Regions from separate parts of the Mus musculus genome. Here region 2 is linked to region 1. Evidence: chromatin contacts called from public ChIA-PET data. All regions are on one chromosome and are shown on one strand. The core of a region is the stretch at or near the end of the contact, and the rest is flanking DNA. Distances in the headings are between cores, read along the strand shown.

Region 1 (7,331 bases), core at 1,389-3,888:
AATATTGGCAATTCTTGGTTGGTGGGGTTGGAAGATAGGTATCATTATCTTCAGTCGTATAGACAACTGGAAAGTTTCCCAAAGACCCGTAAATAGCCTTGCATCCATGTTTGTCCAAACAACCCTAATTAAACTCCTTGGGCCACACAAAACCTAACCCCCAAAAGCATGGTAACTGTGTGACAGGGAGGAGGGGGAGAGGAAGGTGGAAGGGGAGGGGGGAGGGACAGGAGGAGATAGAGGTAGAGGGAGAGGGATATGTGGGGGAAGGGGGAGGGGGATATGGAGGTTAAGGGGAGGGGGAGAGGGAGGTGGGGGATGGAGAGGTGAAGCGGGGGACCACAGGTGGAGGTGGAGGGAGCCCTTTTATTTTTAGGATGAGGAAGGGTCTCAGTGGGAGATGGATGAGAGAATGATGGGAGCAATGGACAAAAACACATTATATACACATTTGAAAGTGTCAAAGAATAAAGGAGTGAATAAAAAACAAGACCAAAAAACCAAACACACAAAGGTCAGTGCTGCGTTCTGAAAGTATCTACTGCCAGCAGAGGATCAGGATATAATTAGGATATTTGATGTTGGCTTTGAACTGAAGGATCCATTGGAGGTAAAATCTGCTTCTCCAGATGCTATGGGCTGTCTAGGTGGAGTTTCAACTCAAGCCCTTGAACTCAGTTCCCAGATCAAGTTAACAGTTTTTGTTTGCTTGTTTTTTAAATTAAATTAAAAGTTTTTTTTTTATTTTTTATTTTCTCTTAGGCCAACAGGAAGAATCAGCCACTTTTTTTTTTAAATGTTGGAAAGTTCTTAAGGCTGTTTCTCTAAAATTAGAAAAGTCAGGATTATAGACACAGAAATCTGAGGGAACCTCGGGCCCTACTCGAATGTTTCTCTTCCTTGCTTTACAGGTGCTATATGAGTAAGGAGCGAGAGAAACAAAAGGTGTGCCCAGGAGATGACCTTGAGGAGAACTATGTGTATCAGTCTTGTCTTAGGGTTTTACTGCTATGAACAGACACCATGACCAAGACAACTCTTATAAGGACAACATTTAATTGGGGGTGGCTTACAGGGTCAGAGGTTCAATCTGTTATGATCAAGGTGGGAACATAGTATCCAGGCAGGCATGGTACAGGAGGAGCTGAGAGTTCTACATCTTCATCTGAAGGCTGCTAGCAAAATACTGGCTTCTAGGCAGCTAGGATGAGGGTCATGAAGCCCAGACCCACAGTGACATATCTACTCCTAGGCTACAACTATTCCAATAGGGCCTTACCTTCTAAAAGTACCACTCCCTGGGCTGAGGATCTACAAACTATACCAAGTCTCCTGGGGCTGCTCTAGCAAAATACCATAAACTTGTCAACTGAAACAACAGAAGTCCATCATGGGCTGGAGAGCATCTATCCAAGGTTAGCTCAACCGTCAAGGCTGCAGAGTGATTCTTCCTAAACCCTATGAGAATCAGAGAGTCCCTTCTGGCTTCTAGTGGTTTGATGTCAATTTTTGGGTTTCTTTGTTTCTCAGACCTGTCCTTCCGATGTCTACCTTCATATTTACTTGGGATCCTTTCTGCGTATGTGAATGATCCTCATCACCGACTTCCCAAGCTCCATGTAAGAGGGCTGGGATTTGCTGTAGTGACCTCATCATCAGCTAATCACTTGCATGGGTGGTTTATCTAAGCAAAACTAATTCCACAACTTGTAAAGTTAAGGTTATCAACATATTTTAGGTTGGAGCTAGAAAAGGTCATTAGTTTTCTTTCTTTCTTTCTTTCTTTCTTTCTTTCTTTCTTTCTTTCTTTCTTTCTTTCTTTCTTTCCTGTACTCAGATGTGTATATGAAGACAGTTTCTGTTTGGTTAGGTCACAGCGTGAAGTTTTCCTTTCTTGGAATTCCTATTGATGGGTCCTTTGCCAATTTTCTTTACGTACCTTGCACTCACTGTTTCCATGTGTAGTTATTACTAAGTTTGTCATTTTCAGTGTAGTTTTCTAAAAGTGTACAGCTACATGCGGGACTTGCAAAAAAGATCTACAAATGCAACTCTCACTTCAGTCATGAGAAATTGATTCAAATCCAACAGTGCTTGGGAGAGTGAGAACATAGGAGGTGCTTGGAGTTTTCATTGGGTATTTCAGGATTCTTTATGACAGTTCCAAAACCTGCAGGTGAGTGCACGTACACACACACACACACACACACACACACACACGCGCGCGCGCACGCACACGTACATTCCCTGCCCTGCCCCGCCTCCCCTACACCCCAAGAGATGATTTTTCTAAAAGACATCCTTACAAAGTTTCGAACAAGATGATGCTCTAGGTTCTCTGACATGGCAATAGCTTCCTTTGGGTTCCACTAGTTTTGTTTTTAACTGTTAAAAAGTTTCACACACACACACACACACACACACACACACACACACACTTAGTCATATGACTGTATTAAATGTGCCACCAGCTGTCTGCCAACAAGAGACCCAAAAGAGAAACTGTTATTGGCTTCCCCCAGAGAAACCTCCTTTATCTCAAAGAACTGAATTGCCAGGTGGAATTGAGTAAACTCTGGGGTTGCAACACAACCAAGGCATAAAGTTCACCATCAACGTAAAACAGCCAGGCCAGTTCTGCTTTTTAATGTCCTCTAAACTGAAGGAACTGAGCAATCTAAACAAGGGTGAGGCCACGGCCACGGCCACGGGGGAGTGAAAGCCATGTTATATTGACAGCTAATGAGTGAACAACAGCTCTGTCATCTTTATGTGCAGAAGACAGCTTTGTTTATGTGTACCCAAAGTTTGCTGTGAAATCCCGGCCAAGAAGGGAAAAGTTGTGTGGAAACTGCAAGAGAGGTTGTTTGCTTCTTGCTGGGTTACATGATTCACAAGCTAACAGATTGAGAAAAGCTTTGCAGAGAGCAACAAGTTGACACTCCTTGTTTACTTAAGTAAAGATGCTCTAATACGGGCAAAGTTGAACAGCTTTTGGTTTCAAATCTAACATTGTAGAATGGGAGATAAAAACACCTAAATTGTCTGTTAAGATGAAGTGTTTCTAACCTGTGTATTTATTTACCAATGACCTTTCTCTCCCTTGACCAATGTCATGCAGCCTATATTAGATACAGAGACATGATTAGATATCATTTCTTAGTGTAGTGTCTCACTGGTGCCCACCCATAGCTCAGTATACCAGGATAAGATTCCTGAAGTGTCTCAAATGAATGAACTCTGAGATTTCCCCCCCCCCCCAGTTAGTTTTTTCCAACTGGCTCACCAACAGTTTTTTACCAGAGCTGCTAATGATTAACTAAAGGAATCGCTTGGATGGAAACTTTTTCAGACCTCTCCAGAGTGAGGCTTGCCAAGAGTGGTGCAGGGGGCAGCCAGAATAAGGAAGAGGAGTGCAAGCCAGGAGTCTGCAAAAACACACATGTGCAACTGAACTTCTTGGCTCCTGGACAGAAAGCGCTGTGAGACACCAAAGCTCTTTTTCCCTTTGTATATTTACAGATTCCGAATCCAAACTCACAGCAGTGGACGATGCTCTGCGTTTTCTCAATGATGTTTACTTAATAAGCCTGTCAGTGACTGGCTACAACCTCACCTCAATCACTGCCTCTATTTCAACCATCTTGACCTTCTAAGGGAGAGCCATATAGTGGGGTTTTGGAAGAGGATGAAGAGAAATCTTTGGGGCGGGGATGGGTGGCCAGGGGCAGTGGTGGTTCATGGTGTTGGAACATAAAACACTCTGTGCATGGTATTTCTTTATAGATGTTGGCAATCAAAGAATGTTCCAGTTAAGTATGAAGACAGAAGAGAAGCAAGTTACCCATAACATCTACCTCAAACACTAATGAGAAAAAATTTGCTTTGCCATGTGCTGGTTGTGGGAAGGATGCTTTCGGGTCCTTTCATTTATTACTCCCTTCCTCTGTTGGATCAGAGAGACTTGCTGGGACCCTGGAAAGTACCCCTGGTTTTTGGCAGGCTCAGAATCTCCCCCTATGGTCTTGTTAAAATAGGTCAGCCCCATCTAAATTTTAGAATATAAAATCAAAAATACACTGCTACAATGTGAATGATCAGCTCACTCCAATCTATCACCTATTAAGACGTTGCCATGGCTACCCACAAATCCCCAGCTCCTAGCACAGAACAGGAGGGGTTCAGTGATTTCTTATTGAGCAAATGGGTGATAGGCTGCTTTGAAGACAATTACCCTTGACTTAGATGACTCGCACCCATGTTGACTGGTTGGATAATATGGTTTATGTAGGACATCTATCTATGCATCACATGCCACGTCATAAGGAAATGTTTGGTGTAAATACAGAGGGTCAGATTGGGATTGCTTAGCCTGGTACTTGGGCGGAATGGGGGTGGGGGGAGAGCATGTGATCGAGGTTGGCAGAGAGAGAGACAGAGACAGAAAGAGACAGACAGAGAGAGACAGAGAGAGATAGAGAGATAAAGACAGACACAGACAGAACAGATACACACAGAGAGACAAATAGAGACAGTCAGAGACAGAGACAGAGGGAGAACTACTGTTTCCAAGCAGGTTTCCATCTCCCAGTGGAAGCCATCCTGTTATGAAGCCATCAAGGGCTAACCCTATCATCAGTTCAGAATCTGATTGTCAACACGGACACCCCACTGTAGTGCTTTCTTTCAATCCTAGGTGTTTATCAGTAGAATCACGTTGACAATTAATTAAGATTAACCATTACCAGAAAGGGAGAGACAACTTGTTCAATGATGTAACCTCAGGTAAGGTGCTCACATTCCTACAAATGACTCCTTATTCCTGCTCTAATGACATTCTAATGAAACTCACAGGATCATTAAGAAGAAGAAAGGACATGTGAAGCACAAGGGGCACTGGTGGAGAAGAGAAAAGGGTTCAGTAGGAATGGAAGGTGCCAAGACAAGGCAATAGGGGTGAATGGGATCAAAATACATATGTATGAAAAACCAAGTGGATAACTGACACGTTTAACGATTGTCATGTCTTCTTAAGATTTGTCTTCCAGATGCAGACAGCAAAGAAAACCAAACATGATGGCCAAAGAAGTGAGCAAGATTTCTGTTTTCATTTGAATGTGTCAAGTGATGTTCTCTGAAGCTGTAGGGAAGTCACCTAGACTGCCCTTTGGTTGAAAATGGGAATGTGACTATGCTTCTTGGTAGGCTGTCTTGAGGAGATGTGCTTTCTTAGAATATTCTAGAAGGATCATTTTTTGAATGTGCCATGCCTATACTGAGAGCTCAGTAAATAGGTGATATTTTTATTAATACCAAGGTCATGATTTGAGCTGGCTTTGGACTATATGTGTGTGTGTGTGTGTCTGTGTGTAATTTTGCAGAAATACATATATGTTTATGTTACTTGGAGAAGTGGGTCTTTAACTCTTTGCTTGGCTTCCCCCCCACCTTTCCCCTTTTCGTTTGCTCAGCTCCCCCACTCTTGAGGTGTGTAGGTCTAGTTGGCAACCTTAAATGGACTTCTGTATTTCCCCCCGTGCTTATATTATAATCACAGTTGTACATCCACACACAGAGATGGGGGAAGGTTGTTACTGGTTATTTTATGAGTAACATACATTTTCCATGTCTCTCTTTTTCATCACTCAAAAGTGAGCATAACAGAAACCCCTCAAAATCAGCCCTTTATCTCAGCTGAGCCCAGCTCTGATTATACACTGTGAGGATGAAGTATAACCCGCTCCCACATTTACCATGAATTGACATTGCCTCGCCTCTTCTCTCTCTCTCTCTCTCTCTCTCTCTCTCTCCCCTCTCATTAAATAAATGTCTCACATTAGTGTCCTTTTATAAATGCCTTCCATGCCACTGATTTGTGAGAGTTGCCAGGGAGAGGAATTACAGATTGGAAAACACCATGCAATCTCTAATTTTTTTTTCATGTATACTGCTAAATGGCTTTCTAAAATAATTTTGGCAGTTAAATTTTTCTTAGTTATGCCTGAGCATCCATTTTTTTTATTTGTATACAATTGTATACAGTACAGGCTAAGAAGCATGTGAAAGCTGAGTTCTTTCTGAATGTGTAGTTTTCTATGTCTTCCCACACACATCTGTTTATCTCCAATATGATGCTTATACCTCCACATGTACGTGTGTGTGTGTAGATAATAATTGTGAATATATGTAGCTCTTTTTTTAGATGTACTTCATTTACATCTGCTGGTTCCAGGCCTCTGTTAACCATTTGATCCTGCTGCCAAAGGAGCCAAAAGGTTGTGGATAAGAAGAGAGCTGTGTTCTAGAATAGATTTCAAGTTAACCATTGATCTCCAAACCACCCTTCTAAACATTTTGACCGTGTACAAAGACCAGACACATTTTCCTCAAAGCAAAGCCGTATATTTTCCAGTGGTGATATCTCCTACTGCTCAGCACTCGAGGCCTATAGATAAATTTGTTTGCCTTATTACACTCTAAAGATTCCACATGTCTCCACATGCACCCTGACCGTGTACTCTTTCTATAATAAGTAGCTAGAGAAGGCAGCAGCGAGCCACACTGTTTACCAGAGAAGATAAGCAAGAACAAAAAACAGAGACTTACTCAGGGATCGTTGCTATTCACCCTGGCTGGTTTTCTGTTTTGTTTTGGTTTTTGTTTGTTTGTTTTTGTTTTTTGTTTTATTAACCAGAATGCTGTTATAGTCTCTGGCGGTTCAGAATGGAACCATTTAATAGTTTAATGTGAGATGTAATGTTTGGCAAAGATCCTTCCTTATCCTGGTGCATGTGTCATGTGTTCATGACTAAAGAGTATTGCTGTTTTATGGGTTTTCCCTTCTGTGATCTTTTCAGAGTCTAAGGGAGAGCTGTCTCCCTAGCCCCTCATTCCCCTATAAATCTGGACCCGAGGCAGGGCCAGAAAGTTTTAAGGAATTGATTTTCAGGTGTAGACTTCCTAGCAGGAGACAAGTTTCTTGCTCCAAGGTCAAGCGTGTTCTTTGGCGGCAGCAGGAATGGAGAAGAGGCTGTTTGTGGTGGAAGTTTACTGTATGAAGTAGACTGCCTTTCTCTTTCGTTTTGTATTTAAGAAAATGGACTTGCTTTTCCTTGCCATCAGAATGTCTCAGAATGGCAGAGGGTGCCACAGCAGCCTATGTTAGAAACCTCTACTTGAAACTTCCTGCTAGATGCTCTCTCCACCCACCTTGAAACTACCAGTTGATTTAAGGGAAGGCAAGATTCTGTAAATGCCTGGACTCTATTTTATGTCTTACTTCTGTGTTCCCATGAACTTTGTTTCAATGGCCTTGCCAGGAGGACTTTCCA
Region 2 (7,331 bases), core at 2,967-5,466, 240 kb after region 1:
CCAGAGGATGGCAACATCCCCATCAGACCATTCCTCACAACCAATTTGGACAGAGTGAAGAGTCATGATTGCTTTAGTCACAAAGCATGTGGGACGACGAATCACATATCTTCTCTGCTCCCCCTTACACGTGTTAGGAGAAACGATGGTCTTCGGCTTCTAACAGAGCCTTTAGCTGCTTTTACAAGTTATGTCCTTCAAGAATTAAATGATGGATTATGGGAGAAATAAAAGCCTGTTTTTGCATGCTCTCTAGTGCTGATCTGTACACTTCATCCTCAAAGATATGTTAAACATAGAAAGGTATTGTTATCATCCAGAGAGCAAATTCTAGTGTAAGTTAGTTGCAAATAAAGAGTTTTGCTTTTTGAAGTAAAGCTCTATCTCCAACAAGCTGGAATGATCTCTTCAGGTAAGTTAAAAGATCACTAATATTCATAAAACACTGCTAGTCTTTGAGAATCAACCATTCATTGCTCACTCTGGGATGTCTAGAGTACACAGCAGAGGCAAATACATAGCTATGGATCAAGCACTAGGAGTGCAGTATCCATAACACAGAAAATGCTAACATTCTAGAGAGCAAGTTAGAGAATGTATGTCTCCTGCCCAAAATCAATTCCTCACTATTAGGCTGTATAGTCTAGTTGTCTAATAAATGCACTGGAAAGTCATTAGACAACAAGCAGGTGAAGAAACCGCCAACTTCATTAACTCTCCAGTTACTATCAATCATGACCATGAGAAGATGTCATTTAGTATGCATTTGTTGGAGCAATTAGAGGAAGTTTGATAATTCTAGTTGTTGGAGAGAGGTGGATCAATAATACCTCCTACACTGGTGGCACGAGAATGAAATTATTTTTCTGCCTTGGAAAATAATTTAAAGTTTTCTTGTAAAAAATTAACACTTGTATACCTTAGGATATACAAACTTATTTTCTAGATATAAATTTACACGGCATACTTGCTTATCTGTGCTGAAAGTCATATATAACATGTTTATAGTAATATTGCTAATAATTTCGGAAAGACAAAAAAATCTCTACAGGGTGGGTGAAATCGATTTAGAGGATAAAAACATTTACTTTGTAAGCTTTCAGGACCTGATTTCCACCCCTCAAACCCATGTCAAAATCTATAAGCTCCTGTAATATCTATAACCCAAGCATTTCTACTGGAAGACTGACTGGAGGTAAAGTCAGAAGCTGGAAGGCAAGTTAACACTAGCAGATATAAAAGAGACCTTGCTTTGAGACAGATGGGAGGAAAGAATTGGCTCCTGATAAATTGTCCTCTAAGCTCCACATGTGTTGTGCAGTGGGTGTTATCTCTCCACTCAACACACCCACTCACTCCAACCGGCCCCATTACATGAATACATTTAAAAAAAAATCATTACAAATGGCAAATAACTAGGACTTGGGAGAAGGCTCAGTTGGCAAAATACTTGTTTCACAGGCACAAAGATTTGAGCTTAATCTCTCAAAATCCACATAAAATTGTTGGGTGTGGTTGCACATGCTTGTAACTCCAGCAACGGGGGGGGGGGGGGGGGGGTTATGGGGCTTACTTAGATCGCTTAACCTAGTAGGTGAGTTCCAGCCAAATCTTTTTCTCTCTCATTCTCTTTCTCTCCCTCCCTCCTTTCTTACCTCCCTTTCTCCCTGTCTTCCTCTCTCCCTCCCTCCTTCCCTCTCTCTTCCCCTCTCTCCCTCCCTCATTCCCTCCTTCTCTCTCCCTCTCTCTCTCACTTCCCTCTTTTGTTCTCTTCCTCTCCCCTTCTCTCTCCCACTCCCACCAAGCCAAGTAAAACAAAAACAAGGTAGTTTGGTACCCAAAGAATGGTGCCTGAGACTGATCTCTTGCTTCCACACCTGGGTGCATTTATCTGCACTCACATTCAAAGAGACACCTGCATTTGCACACATATAAACACACATACATATGTACATAATTCTAAATGCAAATATGTATCACAAGATGAGGGAACAAAAAAATCATTCATAAATGTAACATTATACAGGAATGAAAATGAATAAGCCATAACTCCATATAATATAAGTGAATCACAGCTATAATTGAGAATCAAGAAAAATCTCAGAAGTTAGATAGAACATAATAGCCCCCCTTAAAAAAATACAGAAACAGCTCAGCACAAAAATATTGCTTAAGTATATGCTATACATAATAACATAGTAGTATTAAAAAGTAAGATTCTTAGCTCAGTCTCCTATAAGAAAATGCTATGGTTGTTGGAGCTTACAAAACCTATAAATACATACTTGACAGTTCTAGAGGCTGGAAGTCTAAGATTACAGGGCCAGCATGATTGTGGTTGGCCTCCAGTGCAGGCCCTCCTCTGTGTCAGATGGGTGGCTTCTTTCTGTGTTCACACATGGGTACGAGCTCAAAGGGTAGGCAAGCTCTCCCACGATCCTCTTAGGGCACCGACTTCTATTCACCCTCCATTCATGATCACAATGAATAGGAATTATCTCCCCAGGATTTCATCTCAGAATAACCCCAGGTGGGATTTCAACATCTTGGAAAGTCCATAAACCCAAGGGAATAAAAATAAAAAGGCAGGATGACATCAAACTTATAGGAAGACAAATTGAGGAGTGTCTTAGGGTTTCTATTCCTGTGAAGAGACTCCATGACCAAAGCGACTATTATAAAGGACAACATTTAATTGGGGCTGGCTTACAGGTTCAGAGGTTCAGTGCTTTATCATGAAGGCTAGAAGCATGGCAGCATCCAGGCAAGCTTGGTGCTGGAGGAGCCGAGAGTTCTACATCTTGATCCATCTGCATCCAGAAGACGACTGTCTTCCAGGCAGTTAGGAGGACAGTCTCAAAGCCCACCCTGTACAGAGACACTCTTCTTCTAACAAGGCCACACCTCCTTATAGTGCCATCCCCAGGGACAACTATATTCAAACCACGATGGGAAGGAACCCAGATCTTTGCAAAATGTTACCAGTGACATCACCAAATAATTGGCACGGAACTGGCCTCATAAATACTCGTGAAAAAAATGGATGCATAATTAATTAAAGTAAGTGTGACAGAAGGTGCATGGAATCTGTGCATGCTCATGATCTATGAAAACGAGAACTTGAACAAATAATTTTGTATGGAGAGTTTGTAGTCTACTGCCAACGATTGATGCTCATTGACACAGTATAGAGTGATATGGTAGACAACTCTTAAGTCTATACTAACTGAAAAGGATAGACAGAAATATTCCTTCTCATGGGTGACAGTTGACATTTCAGTAATATAATGTATGAATCTCTCCGCCCAAAGGAGTGGGGTCTGCTAATGTGTCCACCAACTTCCATCCTGTTAAGCTTGGACCTTGTCCATGATGGTCACTTTGTCTCTGGTGACTTTATGCCACACCTCCATGATGATTTTTCTCCTGTTTTCATCCTGTTAGAATGCAGTTACTGCATTCTACATTCTGCCATTTTGATGGCATCCATAGCTGCCTAAATTGGGGGGGGGGTGTCTGTCATTTACTTCACATAACTTTATACATCTTGATTCAAACAGTTTAAAATTTAAGACTTGAAGCCTGAAACCCTATTTCCATAAAGTAGTTGTGTTCTTCATGAATATAATTCAGACAGTGTGGTCTCCTTTGATCACTGACAAAACTCAGCACATTCAACTGAGGCTCCAAAAGTGTTATCTTCCATATATATCCTTGTATACAGATGTATTGGGATGGAGTGATTCCCGCAGATACAGGTTAGACTAGGAATATGTTTATATGCTTTGCTCAAACATCTGTGTTGACAGAAAAGCAGTTTTCCTATCTTTGGGTCTTTCATACAAATTGATTGATTTTCTGAAAATGACCTATTTCATGCAGAAGATATTGCTCAGTTGCTTCCTCGGCACATAGGTTGGATGCCCAGGATCTCATAAACCAGATGTGTCTCAGGACACTGCCTGATGTCTCCAGACTCAGAAGTGGGTAAGTGGGCAGGGAATGCTGAGATTCGAGATCATCTTCTGCTTAAAAACAAGCTTGAGTTTGATGCCAGGATGGGAAATGTAAGGCCCTATCTCAAAGAAAGAAAAACAAAATCTCCATAATATTTTAAAATCTCATCACAAAAAAAACATTCAAACTTCAGGGCAGAAGTGATTGCTTACCAATGTTCAGCCTTGCCAGTCTCTCAGAGCTAGGCAGTAAATATTTGTTGAATGAATGACTGTCCTCCCATTAAGCAATGAGGCTGCTTTAGCAATCAGACCCCTTAAATGGCATTATTTACTTGCTGAAAATGTGTTTTCCATATTGGCTAAGTTGTTTAATTTACATAGGCCTGTTGCCATACTGCTCTGTCACAGATCAACTGCAGAGCACACCCATCTCTTTTCTGACCTCCTTCTCACATCTAGACATGTTGAAAAGCAAACCCAGCTGTATCCATTTTGATTTAACAGCTCAGCCCTGCCCCGCCCCACCCTGCCCCTCTACCTTTAAATTGCAATTCTTTGATTTTCAATGCAGAGTTGACATGCCCCAGCCTGGTCTGTGATTCCACAAACGCTTTAGCTTTAGGTTATAAAGCAGACTCAAGTGGAGTCTTGTCTGCTTGTTTACTGGACTGTTTTAGAGACTGTTCAAATCCAAATGGCCGGGGGTGGGGGTGGGGGGAGATGGAAATTTAATGTGTTTCAGGCTTCGGTGCCTGAAGGTAAGGCAGACATTGGGTTTACCACTGCAGGTGAGCAGAAAAGACCTTTGAGCCTGAGCTATCCAGGTTTACCCCAGCAAATATATATCATACTCAAATGACAGGTTTTCTGTCAAATACTGAATGAGACACACCCACTCAGGAAAGTTGAGCAATTCTTTGCTTGTTCAATACTTTAATCCTCAGCTCAGTTAAACAGAAGCTCCAGCACACAGGACAGAAAGTACAGCAAACATCGGGCATGCCAAACACGACGGGACCTTTGCTGGCATTAACTCTGCCCTTTACTTCACCACTCCCCACTGGAAGAACAAGTTTGAAATTTTTTTTCTCTTGCCCTGGAAGCTGTTATTCTTATGACAAAAGACTGAGATCAATCACTATGCCAGCTCCACATCAGTCATTTGAAAGCATGACACAAGGGCAGGAATTACATTGAAATTTTAACATGTAAAGTGGTGGTAATGTGAAGGAATTGGTACTTGTTGACTATCCAAGAAAGGTTGATGCACCGTAATTCATTCGTAATTATTTATGAACACAAATCAGAGAGTTTTGAGTTGGGCTCTCTGTTAGCCATGGAAAGGAAAGAAAATGAAATCTCTTAAGAAGTCTGCAAAGAGCTGGGGAGATGGCTCAGTGGGTAAGTTGCCTACAGTACAAACATAGAGACCTAAGAAGAATCCATATGAAGAAGCCCAGAGCGGTGGAGACAGGCAGATGCCTGTGCCTCATAAGCTAGTCTACCTAACCTAGTCAGTCAGTCCCCGGTCAGTGAGAGACTGTCTCATAAAGTAGACAGCTTCTGAGGTGTAATATCTGAGGCTTTCCTCTATCTTTCCCATTCGAATACATGTAAAATCGAAAAAGAAAAATGCCAAACATGCACAATTCAACAGGTTCACATAGGTCAATATAATACCCATGATAGATACAGGTAGCATCATGGGATGAGCATGTAATAAATTTTGTGTCATTGTGTTGTCATTGGGTCTCAGTAATGTTTCCTTATGTCCTGGTCCTGGTTAGTTGTTTTTTTGTTTGTTTGTTTGTTTTCTGTCAACTACACACAACCTGGATTCCCCAGAGAAGGGGAATTTTCAATCGAAACTTTGCCGTGATCAGACTGGCCTGTGAGCATGTCTGTGGTGGACATTTTCCCAGCTGTTGACTTATAAGGAAGGGCCCAGCCTGTTATGAGAAGCACCAGCTCTCAGCAACTGGTCCCTGGATGCATTCAACAGCTACTTGGGCCTAAGCCAGAGAGTGAAGCAATAGACATTTATATGTTGTTTCTACTTTAGTTCTTGTTTGAGTTCCTGCCTTTACTTTCCTCAGTGATAAAGGACTACTTAAAAACTGTAAGTTGAAATAGAGTCTCTCCTATCATGTTGGCTTTGGCTAGAGTGGCTCATTATAAAGACAGAATGAGAGGAGAATTTGCTACTAATCAATCAAATGTCAAGCTCCTTGTGTCCCCTATTACAGGACTGTCTGGATATTTTGTATTGTACCATAAGGGTGATCCTGCCAGTAGGAAGCAGGAAAGGACATTAGACAAGAGTGGCATGTACCAAGCACCTGTGGCATAAAAAAATTAGCCAGTTCAATAATAGAAGTGCTGAGATTTTTCTTGGTAAACCAGAGCATGTTTGCCCAGAGAAGCATCCACAGTAGTTGGAGCCAGACCAGCTCATCCTTGTCTGGCTCTGGTCTGGAGTACAGTAGCTCCAGGCAGGGTCATTGGGGAAGAAAATGTAGCCAAAGCAACAGATAGTAGTATCTGACCAAGTGGAAAAGGCCCACTGGAGTTGCAAGTGACCTAGAGGATAACATGGCAGCCATAGTCACCCTGTAGGGCAGCAGGTGCTTCAGTAGGTCTAGACATAGCTATCTCAGATTGACAAACTTGTGGTGCACAGTTGGACATAATTGAAAGACAGGAAGCCTGGGGACAGGCTAGGAAGCTATTATAGAATACCAAGAATAGATGATATGGACCTGTGTTTTGTGACACAAAACTAGCTGGTTTTGTGTCAACTTGACACAAACTGGAGTTATCACAGAGAAAGGAGCTTCAGATGAGGAAATGCCTCCATGAGATCCAACTATAAGGCATTTTCTCAATTAGTGATCAAAGTGGGAGGACCCCTTGTGGGTGGGACCATCTCTGGGCTGGTAGTCTTACTCTTACGTTCCATAAAAAAGCAAGCTGAGCAAGCCAGTAATATCCCTCTATGGCCTTTGTATCAGTTCCTGCTTTCTGACCTGCTTGAGTTCCAGTCCTGACTTCCTTTGGTGATGAACAGCATCATGGAAGTGTAAGCTGAATAAACCCTTTCCTCCCCAACTTGCTTCTTGGTCTTATCCAGGAACAGAAACCCTGACTAAGGCAACCTGAAACAAGGCAATATTAAAGAGGTCATGTTCAATAAATGCTTAGGAGACAGAAGGCATTGGTTTTTGATGAGTAATGAATATGTGGTTGAGAAGAAAAATGGAGAAAATGCTTAAAGAGACCATCATTCGAGATGTGGGTTGTGTATAGACCCTGCAGCTGGCTAACCCTCATCCAGTAGCTAGGGCACACGACTCAGTAAGAGCAGAGTGACAG

What was found. ChIA-PET counts read pairs in DNA pulled down with a chosen protein or histone mark.
Region 2: a contact with region 1 is called in an REV-ERBa ChIA-PET map of liver, with 5 times the contacts expected there. The contact joins two enhancer-like sites. A contact is called at or near these places in 1 of 39 promoter capture datasets (liver), 1 of 15 datasets of contacts at CTCF or cohesin (the NIH/3T3 cell line), 13 of 484 Hi-C or Micro-C datasets (3T3-L1-derived adipocytes, liver and uterus) and 8 of 115 datasets of contacts at active chromatin or transcription factors (bone marrow-derived dendritic cells, fibro-adipogenic progenitors, hepatocytes and 3 more).

What each region holds. Positions count from the first base shown.
Region 1 is chr10:96,683,668-96,690,998 of GRCm38.p6, forward strand. No RefSeq gene overlaps it. Among named protein-coding and RNA genes, the nearest start is that of Gm33897, 28 kb to the right of the region's middle. Within about 2 kb of position 2,639, at least 109 of the 459 cell types and tissues checked have an H3K27ac peak or open chromatin away from gene starts, as enhancers often do. A contact at or near this core is called in 3T3-L1-derived adipocytes, hepatocytes, liver and 1 more, where this site is marked.
Region 2 is chr10:96,920,050-96,927,380 of GRCm38.p6, forward strand. Gm46240 reads left to right here. Exons shown (of 3, transcript XM_017314191.1): 3 at 1-142. Among named protein-coding and RNA genes, the nearest start is that of Gm46240, 22 kb to the left of the region's middle. Within about 2 kb of position 4,217, at least 26 of the 459 cell types and tissues checked have an H3K27ac peak or open chromatin away from gene starts, as enhancers often do. A contact at or near this core is called in 3T3-L1-derived adipocytes, hepatocytes, liver and 1 more, where this site is marked.